2 separate regions of the Anas platyrhynchos genome follow, and region 1 is linked to region 2. The links are chromatin contacts, called in public Hi-C maps. All regions are on one chromosome and are shown on one strand. The core of a region is the stretch at or near the end of the contact, and the rest is flanking DNA. Distances in the headings are between cores, read along the strand shown.

Region 1 (6,399 bases), core at 3,799-6,298, 260 kb after region 2:
CCTGTGAGCATCACCTGGTGGGGGCAACAGTTTGACATGCAGTAGGTAAGTTGCTATAAGCGTACCACAATGAAAGGTCTATGTTTACACATTATCTGGCTCTTCTCTAAACTTTGAAGCAGCTAAAGTATTTCGTTTAAATCCTTAGAGCTTTGAGCAGGACTGAAAAGCTGTATACTGGCACAATATGTGTGAGAAAAAGCTAACTGTGGTATCTTTGTTCCCATTTTGCTTTATGTTAGTCACTACAGTTAATTTGAGATAGCAACTTTACTGGCAGTATAATGTTATAACTCTGTAAAAATATTGTTGTGGAACAAGTAGTAATTAAGCTTCGGATATAAATATGTCTGTTAAGCCTATTGACATCAGTGAAATGCTTATTTTTAAATCTGGGAGGTGACATTGTTTCTCATGTTTCTTTGTACATGTAAATATATGCGTTTATGATGTAGAGGATATTTCCAGAAACTTTATGAAAGGTTTAAAATGAAACACTGGGTCTAAACAATGTGATTGTTGAAATATATTGCTTATTAAATGGCACTTTTTGTTGCCCTTTCATTGTCAGTGCTGGTTGCTGTTTAGCATGAATGGCCTTGGAAAGAATCTGTTTTGGGGTCTGACTTTTATCTTTTGCAGCACGATTAGTGACTGATCTTCAGATTCCAACTGTCAATAGCAATGACTGTTTGCACTGTCATTTATTGAAGACTGAAAATAAAAATAAAGGGATGTCATGCAATTGTGAAAAATAAGTATTTGATTGTAAAGGCATGCTTTCCTCTTCAAATATCAATTATACTTCCCATTATCTGACAAATGCACTATGAATTGAATCAGTCTGAAAGCAATGAGCTACAAAAGCAAAAGTCCATTGTGGAGGGAAAAAAAAAAGTGCGTTCTAGGTTTTCCAGAACTGTTTTGTGTATGAATTTCAAACAACAGTAAGGGCTTTATGGTTTACAAGTTAATGTACATTCTCAGATGTAACTATCTTCTCTTTAAGAAAATAAAATCATATAAGTAAAAAACATTGAAATGTTGAAATACTTTGATATAGCATATTTCACTTTGTGTCCATAACTATTCCTCACTATGAGTTGGGGCAGAGGGAAGGCTGCATCTAGTCATGTGTGTAGTCAAATTGTTGATTTTTTGGGTGCTGTTAATTCTCACTTTAGTTGCCTTTAAGTTGCTTTTTGCTACTCCCAAAAAGGAACCATGTGTCACTATGAAGTTAGTTCCTCTGACAATCTGCATATGGAAAATTTCATAGAGATCACTGGCTTCATTAGGCATGGAGAACTCTGCATAATATGAGTAGTGAAACTAGGAAACTAAGTGGGAAAAAAAAAATCCAGTAAGATTTTTGCTTGTATAATGTTTTCTTCACTGTAGAGAAATAACTTCTCACATTCACACATTTTGGCCTGAAAATTTTTGCATTTCACATTTGACAAAATGTCATATAAATAGTAGTTGAATATGCTTTCTTTAAAATAAAAATAATATTTGAACTGCATCTCTGATAACCTGCAGTAGGATATACTTATTGTCTTAACAGAGATTGAAACGTTCATCTGGAGTGAAAGATAAGATATTGGTGAAATAAAGATTTGTGTTGAGGAAAAGCTTCTCTTTTTGATTTAATTTTAAATTCCATTTATGCTCTGTGGAGTTGAAATAAGGACTTCCGTGCTGTCTTCCATTACATTATATTTCCCTGAAAATCCTTCCATGACGTATGCTATAGCAACTTCAAAAAAGAAAATATTTTTAATAGTCAGCACTTCGATTAGCAGCTTCAAACACATGCTTTAGAAGAAAAAACACTGGTCGATTGTGAAGGACTAAAACTAGAGTAATAGGTAAGCTTGCATATTAAACACTTCTGTTAATAGTGAAGGAACTTTATACACATAGCCTTTGACACAAATTGAATTTTAAGCTTCAACTAGCCTCTTCTCTCAAGGGCATACATACCAGTGAGCTGACTTTAGCACAGCTGTCAGGAAAATCATGCTTTTACTTTTATTATTATTTATTATTATTTTAGAATAAAGGAAAGCTGGAACAAAGATGAAGTTTGGTTCCTCCCCTGGCATTTCAGCATCGAATAGTATTTGTGTAAGAAGCCAGAAACTCTATCTATAATAAACCCAGTGATCTTGTAAATTTGCTTGCCTTTTTTTCTAATGTGAGTTACTAGCCTTCTATTTGAATATGTGACCTTTAAAAATACAAATAGTATTTGAATTGATTTTTCTGATTCCTTGTTTAATTATCTTAGTAGAGATTGAAAAGTTTTATATAAGTCTCGGTATTCTGTAAAATTATTAAGATTTAACAGTTTAAACACCTGTCACTTTTGTTTCCCATAATACTGCATGGAGTAGTAGTACTGAAAACTTTGTCATTAAGTCTATTTTCAGGTTGCTTGAAGTACCAGAGTACATATCAAGGTGTTCCTATGGACTGAAAGTCACTGTTTCTTCATACCTAGCTCATGAAGTTGCACTGAACAATCAAGTATTAGTTCTCTTATTGCCCTGTATTTGAGCAGGAGGAGTGTTGAGTGGGAAGGGTAGCATAGGGCAGAGTGCTTGAGCAACACAACCTAGCTTCTTTCCCTGCATTTTGATTTTACATACTTTTCAGAAACCAGATGCATTTCATTATTTTATACAGTTATGGGTCATCTACAGTAGAATCTTAGAGCAGTCTTAGGTATAGGGAAGTTTCACTAACGTTAAAGCAGACGTCCTAATTGTTCCAATGCATTTCAAAATATACTAATTCCTTTTGCATAGATGTCTCACTTCATAAATAGTAACTACTGAGATAATAAGTCTGATGAGCTGTTATGTAAATATTTTAATACTATTCTTTTGCTGGTAGCTTTTACTGAAATGATGTGATTAGTGCTAACAAAATGTGTTAAAATTGCTATGAATAAATATGAATAATCTTCATAAGCAAATTAACTATTTGGGAAAATTCAAATGTTAATTTCTTCCTCTTATGCCTAAAAGAACTGGTAGTTATGATGTCAATGATTTTCAGCTACCATTCATTTGCTGCCTCATTTTTCATTTCATTATTTTATCTGACCAGTAAAATATCCTTCTGTAATCAATGTAACGTCGTCTGGATCTTCTGAGACCTCATTTAAACAAAAAATGTTTTAGCACATCCTTCTTCTTTTACTTTTGTTGCAGTATTAAATATTCTTTCCATTCCTGTAGCACACTCCACTGTATTTCTTAAACACTGTTATGTTCTGCTATTACTAGGTTCTGTTTCACTTTTTAAAATTTGAAGTATATGTTGCTTGAATTTGAACTGTAGCCTGAAAGCACTCTTAACAGCAGCTTGAGGGAAAGCCAGGTTAATATCCAAGGCTTGTACTATTATGATTTGGATAGTACTGGGAATGAAAAATAAATTAGTTGGAACCCTGAGAAGGGCATATGTTACTTGGCATAGAGTTGTGGTATCTGTGACAGCCTAAGGGTACAAGCAAAGCAAAGTTTGTAGGAAAAGGATATTTTATGAGATTGAGCAATGCAGCTGGGGACAAGCGTTTAGTCTCACAAGCCTAAAGGGTCTGCACCTGGCCAATTAATGATTTGATGGCACTGTTGTTTTCCTATCTTTAAAAAGATTCATCCTTATTCTGGTCTTTCCATTGGTGGTCAGAACCAAAGAAAGCTTCTCAAACTGCCTGTCACTAGTATTTGTGGTACACGCACCACTTAGGAAACATTACAGAAATTCTGTGATGTGGATAACAGCTCTACCAATGCCCACAGGTGTGTCATGTTTGCATGTAGCTGAAACATTTATATAACTGCATGCAAAGGTGACTGGTGATAGTATTATTCCCTGAGTTTGAAGATCATAGTTCATAGGGTTTGAGGAATATGTACTAACAGTTATGACACAGTGGTTAATTTGTTCTCATGCTAGTAATGCTGGTGCTCCAATTTGAATTTTGAGTTTGTGATCCTGACATTTCTGAAGACTAAAATACACTAGATCCAGAGTGGTGCAATGTGTGCTACAGCAACGCCAGCATCCAGCCCGTGTTTTGTATCTTCACACCAGCAGATAGACCATAATCCTTCAAAGTCAAGCATATGCAGATTGGCCTCATTGACTTCTCTTTTCTGTGGATAACGAGAATAAGTTATACAAGTCTGCACTTGGATGTGGAGGAAGATGTTTAGATCATTTAAATTCACATTGTGTCTAGTGTATTGGGTTACACTGCATCTCTGTAACCAGTTCTGTGGGAGGGGCTCCATACTTACAGTGGGAAAAGTAGCATTTGGCGCTTTTGCTACATGTTTCACTGCAAATCAGTTGTGACAGTTTTCTTCTGAGGTCTCAGTAAGTTTGTGGAACTGGTATGTCATGTTGCACTTGACAAAGATACATTATATTTATTCAAATTGCTTTCAGCTACAATTTTGTTCCATGCAAAGGTTGGAAATATATTTGTTCTCTCAAAATGTAGGGAAGGGCGTAATACAGGCATGGCCGTGCCCTCTGCCCTTAATGAAAGGAACAGGTCAGGACCCAGCTGCCCAGGCCAAGCTGCAGTCCCCGTTTCTGTGTGCTGGGATGTGAAGCAGCGTGTCAGGGCCAAGGTGTGGTGTGACGTGTGGACAGAAAAAGCAACTGGATTAAAAAACCGTGAGGTAGAACAGGTGAGAGCTTTCACGGCGGCAGAAGAGGAGACCACTGAAGGCAAGAGCTGTTTTTGTGTCATGTTTTGGGGAACAGCTCGCGCTGGCAGGTGGCCGAGGGGCACAGGCGCGGTTCCTGCCTCTTCCCCCACGAGCCGCGGGGCCTCAGCTCGGTCCCGGGGGCTGTCAGGGCTGCACGGCCCGGCTCTGCCCGACCCGGCGGCCGCCTCAGCCCGGTGGCGGCGGCGGGGCCTGTGGTGGCCGCGCTCCCGCCGCTGCCCGCCAGGGGGCGCCGCTCCCGGCCGCGAGCCGCCGCCGCCAGTTCCGCCGCTCCCGGCGCACAGGCGCCCGGTGCCGCCGTCCTGTCCCCGCCCCCTCCTCCTCCTCCTCCTCGTCCTCCTCCGTCCCCTCCTTCCCGCCCGCTCCCGCAGCCCCGGCCCCTTCCCCCGGCGGGGCCCATCGGGCCGGCCATGGCCACCAAGAAGGCGGGCTCGCGGCTGGAGACGGAGATCGAGCGGTGCCGCTCCGAGTGCCAGTGGGAGCGGATCCCCGAGCTCGTCAAGCAGCTCTCGGCCAAGCTCATCGCTAACGGTGCGCGGCGGGGCCGGGCGGGCCGAGGCCGAGGGGCGGCCGCCGGGGCTCCCGGGCAGGTGCCGCCGGGGCTGTGCCGGGGGGGGCCCGGCCCCGGCAGCGGGGGGGGACCGGGGGGCGCGGGGGGCGCCCGGAGCCGTGCGGAGCCCTCCTGCAGCCCTCCTGCAGCCCTCCTGCAGCCCTCCTGCTCCGGGTCCTGCGTTGCTCTGTGCCGGAGGGTCCGTGCTGAGCCCTCTGTGCCGAGGCTCCCTGCTCTGCGGGATGAGGCAGCGCTGCCTCGCCTCGTTCCCCGTCGGTAGCGAGGAGCGGAGCGGGGCGCCCCGACCTTTGTTTCTCGCCTCACGAACTTTTCAGCGCGTAGCTGAGGGAGGTGGGAGCGGAGGCTGGGCTGGGGGCGCCCAGCGCAGGGCTCCCTGGCTTGGCTCTGCCCCTGGGGAACGCCGAGGGGACGGGGTCTGAGCTCCCTCCTCGGCGTGAGCTGCACCCGGGGGTGTTTTTGGGGAGAAATAGATCTGGGGAGACGGGGCTTGGGGTGACCTCAGGGGTGAGAAGTTAATAGGGAGGCTGAGGCGTGAGGCCGGTGGCACCGGGAGCATGCTGCGAAGGCTTGGCGTGTTTAGGTGGAGAAGACAAGTGCGTGGCTCAGGCCTGCAGAAACACAACCAGAAGAGCAAAAGCCAGAATCAAAGCAGGGAGGAGACAGGGAATTTAAGGATAGATGGATCAGGAGTAGATAGACTTAGGTGTGTTGGCCTTTAAAACAGCTGGGTAATGATCCTGAAACACACTGGTATTATAGCAGTTAAAAATAGACAGAAGTGAAAAGGTGAAAGGTGTTAGTTTGTTTTAAGGACGTGCTTTATTGAGGTGTAGACTATGGACTAGAGGTCGGTTCAGGCAGAGATGAATGGCTTTTGGCTGTCTGACTGAGAAGAATGATGATCTCTGAATTAGCATCTGTTGAGGTATTTCAGATATTATTGATATCTTGACTTCAGTTTCTCTGACCACGGAACTCTTTACCTAGCTGAAGCACATCAGAGAAGTTGATGAGGTCTGTGTAACTTTACACATCAGTGACTTTACCATTGTTGTGCCTTCTAGATTCTGTACC
Region 2 (7,032 bases), core at 117-2,616:
TGGGATCCATCCAAATGCAGACCTGGAGGTTTGGGCTACCCCTGGTGTCTTTAATAAGGGCAGGGAGGTTTTCCTCCATGAACACTTCCCCCTGTGGGGCTGGGCTAATGAAGCAGGCAGCAAGCAGGGGTAGTGCAGGCAGGAAGGTGCCATCTTCCCTCGGGCTGACCTCGCCTCAAAATGGCTGATGGGGGGTGACCAACTCGGGGCAACCCCTGCTCTCCAGCCTGGGGGAAGTTTCCCTTTCTCAGATGCCCACATGAGGTCTCACCACCCTCCCACTAATATATCTGTGTTTTATTGCCATGTTTCCTGATTAACACTGACTCTACCTACACAGCTGCCTAAAATAAAGATCCTTGTGAAGCAAATCATTAAAACTGATCTTACGTGGGACAAGCAGGCTGCTGCAATGAACAACATTGTCTGTCACTGTAATGGATTGCTTACAAACCGCTCAGTTCCTACAGGCAAAACAACATCTGTCCCTCCTGACAGAACGGAGCTGCGCACACGTGTGCCCACATCCCTTCTCGAAAATAGGGGTGGGAGATCCAGTGGTCAGCAAGAAAAAGAACTGCAGAAATGATTTGCCTGACTTGGTAAGATCCAAAATGCATTTTGTGAGCTTACTGTGATTAAACAAGGCATAGCCAAAGTGCATTTTGGAGTGATTGATGCATAGAGAAAGACTTGTGTGTGACAAATAGAACACGCTTGTTCTGGGGATAAATAAAAGGGTGTAGTCATCCAGATACAACTAAGAAACAGAAAAAACTCCATTAGAATTACGGAAGAACCTCAGATTACCTGGAATTATTATTTTTAACTAAAATAAAGTAAGTTATTGTCTCTCTCTCCCCCCACCCCACTGGGAAACAATTTGCCTGCTGAGCGATTGCTGGGGGTGCTGAGCAGCAGCGGGCCCAGAGGCTGCTAGCCACGGGCTGTAGCCACTAGCCACGGCCCACGGGCTGTAGCCACGGGCTGCCAGGCGCGGCCCCGCCGAGCAGCGCTGTCCCCTTGGCAGCGCTGTCCCTAACAAACCACCTGATGCTGTGTGGGGACAGCGGCGAGGACCGAGTGCTGCTTGCCCCTCGCTTCGTTTTACAGGCAGCGGCCGTGAGCTCGCGCACAGCCCCATTTTCTCCGAGATTTCCCCTTTTTGCCCGCTGGCGCTGAGCGGGCACCCAGCCGCCCCCGCACCCCCCAAGCGGCCACCTCAGGGCCGGGCGGGGGCACCCTCCGCCTCGCCTCCTCCCGCCCCCTTCCTCCTCCCATTGGCCCGCGCCGGCCGCTCGGCGGCTCCCATTGGCGGCGGGCGCCGCCCGTCACGGCGGCGGGGCTGTAGTGGCCGGGGCGAGGCCGCGCCCCGCCGCAGGTAGCAGCGGGGCCGGGACGGGGCCGCGCCGCGCGGGCTCCGGGAGCGGCCCCGCAGGAGCCTCCGCGCCCACCCCCCGCGGGCGGCCGCTGCCTCCCCCCCAGCCCCGCCGCCATTTCCCGTCCCCGCTCCCCTTCGCCGCGCTCCGCCGGGCCGGGGGGCGATGAGGCGCGGCTCGCCGCCGCTGTAGGCGGGCGCTGCCCGGCGGCGGGGCCATGGGCTCGGCGCCTTTGTCTGCCGAGTGAGCCGGCCCCGCTGCCGCGCCCTCCCGGCGACATGGACGTGACCGTGTCCGAGCTCCTGGAGCTCTTCCTGCAGAGCCCGCTGGTCACCTGGGTGAGTCCGGGGGGCAGGCGGCCGGCGGGCGGCTCCCGAGGCACCTGCCTCGGCCGCGGCGCTGCCTTGCCCTCCTTCATCCTTCCCTCCCCGGCAGGTGAAGACCTTCGGCGCCCTGGCGAGCGGCAGCGAGGACAAGCTGGGCATGTACATGGAGCTGGCGGACGGCGTGCTGCTCAACAGGATCATGCTGCAGATGTGAGCGGGGCGCCGGGGGCACGGGGGGGGCTGCCTGCCTTCGGAGGGGGACAGAAAGAAAGGGGCGAAACTCAACCCTCCGTCCCCACCGGGTTTGCTTTTGCTGCTTCAGCTCGCCCTGGTCTTGCAGGGTTTTAGGCGGCTGCCCGGTGCTGAGCGTGCCCCTCGGGGGAGGCTGTGCTGCAGGGTAAATAAGGAAACGAAAGCGCCTCATCGGGTGAAGCTTTACTGGGGAGGTTGCAGCTGAAGCGTGTCTATGTGGTCTTGTGAGATTTGGCGTTAAAAACAGGTTGGCAAAGGGAAAACTTCACTTTGCTAGCTGCTGTATCTCTCAGGCAGCGCTGCAGAGATATGTCTCAAGTAAACTTACAAGTAGGTTAAAAGCCCGAACTGAAAATAACTCTTTTCTCTTAACACTGAAGTAAATTGTCGCTAAAGCATGCATTTTTAACCACATCCTTTCCTGCCACTGCTTTGCTGCGCACAGATCCTGGCTGTTTCTGTTTCATCTCTGTAATTGCTTTTAATACTCTGAAACGCATCTGATGAAGAGCTGGCAGGGAAAGGTATTTGACTCGCAGGGGAGGAAGCTTCCAGCTTCACCCAGTTCTGGTACTGCCCTCCTCACAGAATGAAACCGAGTAAGGCTCACCCAGTGACTTGTGATGTTAGGCCAACTTCAAGCACATAAATGAAGAGCACATATTAGGTATTAGGGTCTTTAAATGTGTTTTTTTTTTTTTTTTTTTTTTTGAAAAGTAACAAAAAAAAGTACGAGAAGCTGTGCCCCACCTGCTCAAGTTAGCAAGTTCTGCTATCTTCTGGTACCTGGCTGCACCAGCTCTAAAGACAATCGAGCTTTCTTCTGGTTTCGTTATTGCTAACGTTGGAAATTCTGTACTGGAACTTGGACAGTGAAGATTTGAAGGTGCAGATTCATGATTCAGAAAAGGACCCAGATCGGTCACCCCACTTGGGGTTGATGCAGTAGTAGTGTAAAATGGAGTAAAGTGCTAGTTGTAAAAGGAAGATGCAAATTCTAGCATTTCTGAGGAATAATTATGCTTCCAAAAGAGAACTTTCTGCAAATTGGAGCCTTGAGCATGAGCATTCAAACGCGGATTTGTACCTTTTCCAAAGTGTGGGAAACAGAACTTTGCACCAAACGTAGTGGTCATATATCAGAGCAAACCAACCAAAGTGTCAAGGACCCACAGTGATTGTGAGTCTGCTGCAGATTTAACTAGACTGTCACCATTCTCTAATGTGTGAAATAATTAATTATTTCAAAACAAGGAAAATGAACTTAGTCACTCCCAATTTTGGTTACTAAATGGGCAGAAGATTTGTGATATTTAATGACTGTAAGATTCTGAAGCGAGTGATAGATTTGAGAAGTGCTTTATCAGTTGACATATACAATAAACAAACTTAAGTATTCTGTAATTCGCCAGTTGTAATATCTGAGGTGACATAAAGTTGTTCGGGTCTGTGGAGCAACTTAATGGTGCTCTGGGGACAGGGAGTGAGCAATAAAAGCTTCTTGAAATGAGGAATTTAAGTGTATCGACTAACAGTGCAGGGACGCTAGTTGGAGTTTTCTGGGTTATCATGTTGGTGAGAAATGCCCTGGCATGTTTACTTGCCTTAGGGAGTCAGGAAAGTAAGTCTGTTTCTTCCAGAAGATAGATCTCTGCCAGCAGTGCCACAGTGTTCTTGAGGGAAGCACAGGCAGGACTGAGTAGGAAACTGACCCATTATTCACAATTGAAGCTTTTTTTCCCCTTTTTAGGCAGCTTTGGCAGTGTTTCTAATGATGGTGGGGGAGCTTGAAATTAAGACATTTCTACTGAGAGCCTGAAGCTGTTTAACTAAGGAAAGATCCTGGCTGTATTTATGTATTCTGACTGAGCAGGGTGCTGTCTGTGACCTTCATTTGTTCTGACCTAACCTTTAGAACTTGCGATGCAATTACTCCTTACCTGTAGATTGGGAAGGCTTTTCAAGGAGTGTTTCTGCCCTGCAAAGTTTTCAGAATAAAAAAAAAACAAATGTGTTTTTAAAATGCTTGCTCACCAGTTTGGCAAGCCTTGGTCCCTGAGGATGACTCTTAGTGCTTGGCTTGAGATTTGTTCCTGGTGAAATTGTATTAATGAGGGCCTTTAAGAAATATGATAGAATTTGGTATGCCATGATACCCTTCATTGCCTGAAAGCACGTGTGCCTGCATACATGTGCGTGCACGCAGAGAGTCAAATAGCTGCCCTCATGTTGTGGTTAGCTGTATTCTTGCCTGTGTGTTGTTTCAGTTTTAGTTATTCAGGTTACTTTGTTTGCCTGCTTACTGCAGCACAAATAACACGGGCATATGACCCTACATCTAGACACCGGGTGTGATGCAGTACTTTGCTGCAGACCAACAGGTTTCTTCTGATGAAGGTTTCAGAAGCCAAATTCTTTTGAATTTCCTTATTAAAACTAAAATGCTTGTTGTCCTCCAGCTAAGCAGAGTTGAAATTTCATACGTGGCTAGAAAGTCTGGTGGCTCTGTGAAGAAATCCAGATATACCTGTTGAGAATGAGTTCACGCAAAAGCAGGGCTGTTTGAGGTGCAGGGAGGGCTGTACTAGTTCAGTCACTCTCCAGTTCCTGTTGTAATAGGTTGGATTTCTCCCAAGTCTGGCAACTTGGAATGGGTGGAGAAGATCCCAATGCTGTGATGTTGTGGCGTTGATGTTTTTAGATAGTGGGTTCATATCAGCAAGGCGACCATGTCACTGGGGGGGTGGTAGGTGACGTTTGTCCCTCTTCCTGCCTGTCGGGTGCCTGCTGTGTGGGAGTGAAAGCAGGGCTGTGTCTTCACCCTGTTCTCCTTAGAGATGAAGCAGGCTCTGGCCATGGCCTGGTCAGTAGACAGCCAGCTGCTGGGCTCTGCTGCATGGCTTTTTTAGATGACCCCTAATGGCGTGAGACCCTTCTAAAAAGGTAGCTAGAGACTGCATCGCTTTGAATTGTGGTGTTTATACAGGTAAATCCAGTAGGAAGAGGCATGCAGCAGCCTTTGGATTCCCACTTGTATCTTAAAGACCTAACTTTTTCAAGTCATTTTGCTGTAAATGGGTGGTTTCCTCTTCCTGTGTTCAGTCCACGTGTCTACCCCAACATGTTAGTGCATGGAGGCCGCGTTGACTTTGCACATTTACAGTGGCAGGTTAAGGCTCTGTGTGCGGAAGTGCTTACGTGAATGTTCATAGGGGATCTGCTGTGTTTCTGGCAGATTTGTGTGTGTCAGGTAAATGAGCTTCTCTGTGGGCAAATTTTAAAGAACTATCTTAGGTGGTTGTGTATCACTTCCTGGTATGAACGTAGCACGTGGTGACACTGAATAGACTGCCTTCAGCGTTACGGTTGCAGCTGTGGCATAATACCCCTGAGTGTAAGCAAATATTTACCCTGTTTAACTTCTTATTGGAAGCTCTATTTGGGAAATTATGTGAGGGGTTTATACATGCAGGCACCTCAGCGCTCTAATATTGACTTGTTCTAATCCCTCTGACTGTAGGTTCTGCGTTCCTGTTAAAACATTCAGGAAGCAGAAGTGTGTGTCAGGAATACATCTGATTAAACCATTTGTATTAAAACCACATAAAAGTTCACAATAATGGATTTCTTGATTTCATTTGCAGCTGCCTCGGTGTGAGGTAGTCACTCTGCCTTCTTTAATTTAGACCTCGTGACAGGAACAGCCAAGGGGCTGGTGCCTGCTTCGTGTGGTTTGCAGCAAGCAGCATGAGGAATGGGCAGCTAAAGATACACATCCGTTCAACTTAAAATCACGTTCAAGCTTTCTTCCATTTCTCAGGCAATTTAGAATCCCCTCCAGCCTTCAGTGTCCTCATTCCTCCTTAAGTTAGAGGAGGAAACAGAATTATATGAGAATTGGGCTAATGCAGACCTGGTGCATTTGGGGTCAGCAAGCTCCCTGCGGAAGGAGGTGCAGGTGCTGGCTGGGGACAGGGATGTGGGACACACCTGGCATTCTGATCTGTGCTGACATTTAATGACCCTCCGGCCTTTGAGGGCTTCCCCATTAATTACCTTAATTATTTGTCAGAAACTGCTTAAATAGGACTGTCGTTTTGAATTCTAGAAACAAAATATATGTTTTTTTCCCTAATTTGTTGCTTTTAGTTGATTAATTGTTGGCTTAAAGGGGGTGATCATTCAGGCACTGGTGCTGACAGCCCCACATCCTCTGAGCTCACGGTTCAGCTCCCACCTCCCTGCCATTCCTTTCCTCTTCTTCAGGCTTTTTATAGGGGTGAAGGCATACAGATCAGAGGACTTATTTGAAATGCTTGTGTATACAGTGAGGCCCGAGACCTTCCTTCTGGTGGTTTGGCTTGGTTTTTTTACTTGTTTGGTGAGGGCCGCCCATGGTCACGCCTGTCACACTGCCTCCGTCCTATTTAGTGAAGATCTTTGATCGTGAAGAGTAGGTGGTTTTTAAAAAAACATCAGGGCTGCAATTTTTATTTTTGCATAAGGGAAAGATGAAACATCAGAACTGGAAAAAATAAAATCTCATTGAGGTTGGTTTCACTGGTTTCCTTCAGATACATTCAGACACTGATTCTTTTGGTTTATCTGGTTACTGCTGCCAAATATCCCTCCTCAGTTTTCAGTGTGACTGCTGGGAAGAGTTTCTGCCAATAAAGCTCATTTATGAAGGAGCGTCACTAACTGAACAAGGCTATAATATGTACAGTGCAGTACCAGCAGCGCTGTGTATTCAAAGATAGAAACTTATTTAAGCACAGAACTTGCCTCTTGTTGTGTGATTTTAGCCAGGCACTTTTACTCATTTTGGACTTTGTTTCATCTTCCCACCTTCCCCTGCTGTAGATCAGGTTGTGCAGTCTGTGGTGTTTTGAGTACGTTGCTGTCTCTGGCTTCTTAGCTTCTCTGTCTCGTGCACTGAAGTCATCTTTGCTTCTCTTGAGGTTGTGGCTGTGGGATGCTTTTGGCACCTCATTCCTTCCTGGGCTTTCTCTCACCATAAGCAGGACACCTCAGACCTGCTGTGTCAGCGAGTTGCCCCTTCTGATCCAGGGTTT

The links. Hi-C and Micro-C count contacts between places; a contact is called where the count stands out from the background.
Region 1: a contact with region 2 is called in a Hi-C map of skeletal muscle, with 2.9 times the contacts expected there. The contact joins the promoter of TTC7B here to the promoter of CCDC88C in region 2. A contact is called at or near these places in 2 of 8 Hi-C or Micro-C datasets (skeletal muscle and subcutaneous adipose tissue).

What each region holds. Positions count from the first base shown.
Region 1 is chr5:17,362,549-17,368,947 of IASCAAS_PekinDuck_T2T, forward strand. TTC7B (tetratricopeptide repeat domain 7B) reads left to right here and starts at 5,049. Exons shown (of 20, transcript XM_038180036.2): 1 at 5,049-5,285. The coding sequence starts at 5,165.
Region 2 is chr5:17,107,453-17,114,484 of IASCAAS_PekinDuck_T2T, forward strand. It overlaps CCDC88C (coiled-coil domain containing 88C), which reads left to right and starts at 1,367. Exons shown (of 31, transcript XM_038180263.2): 1 at 1,367-1,717; 2 at 1,815-1,915. The coding sequence starts at 1,658.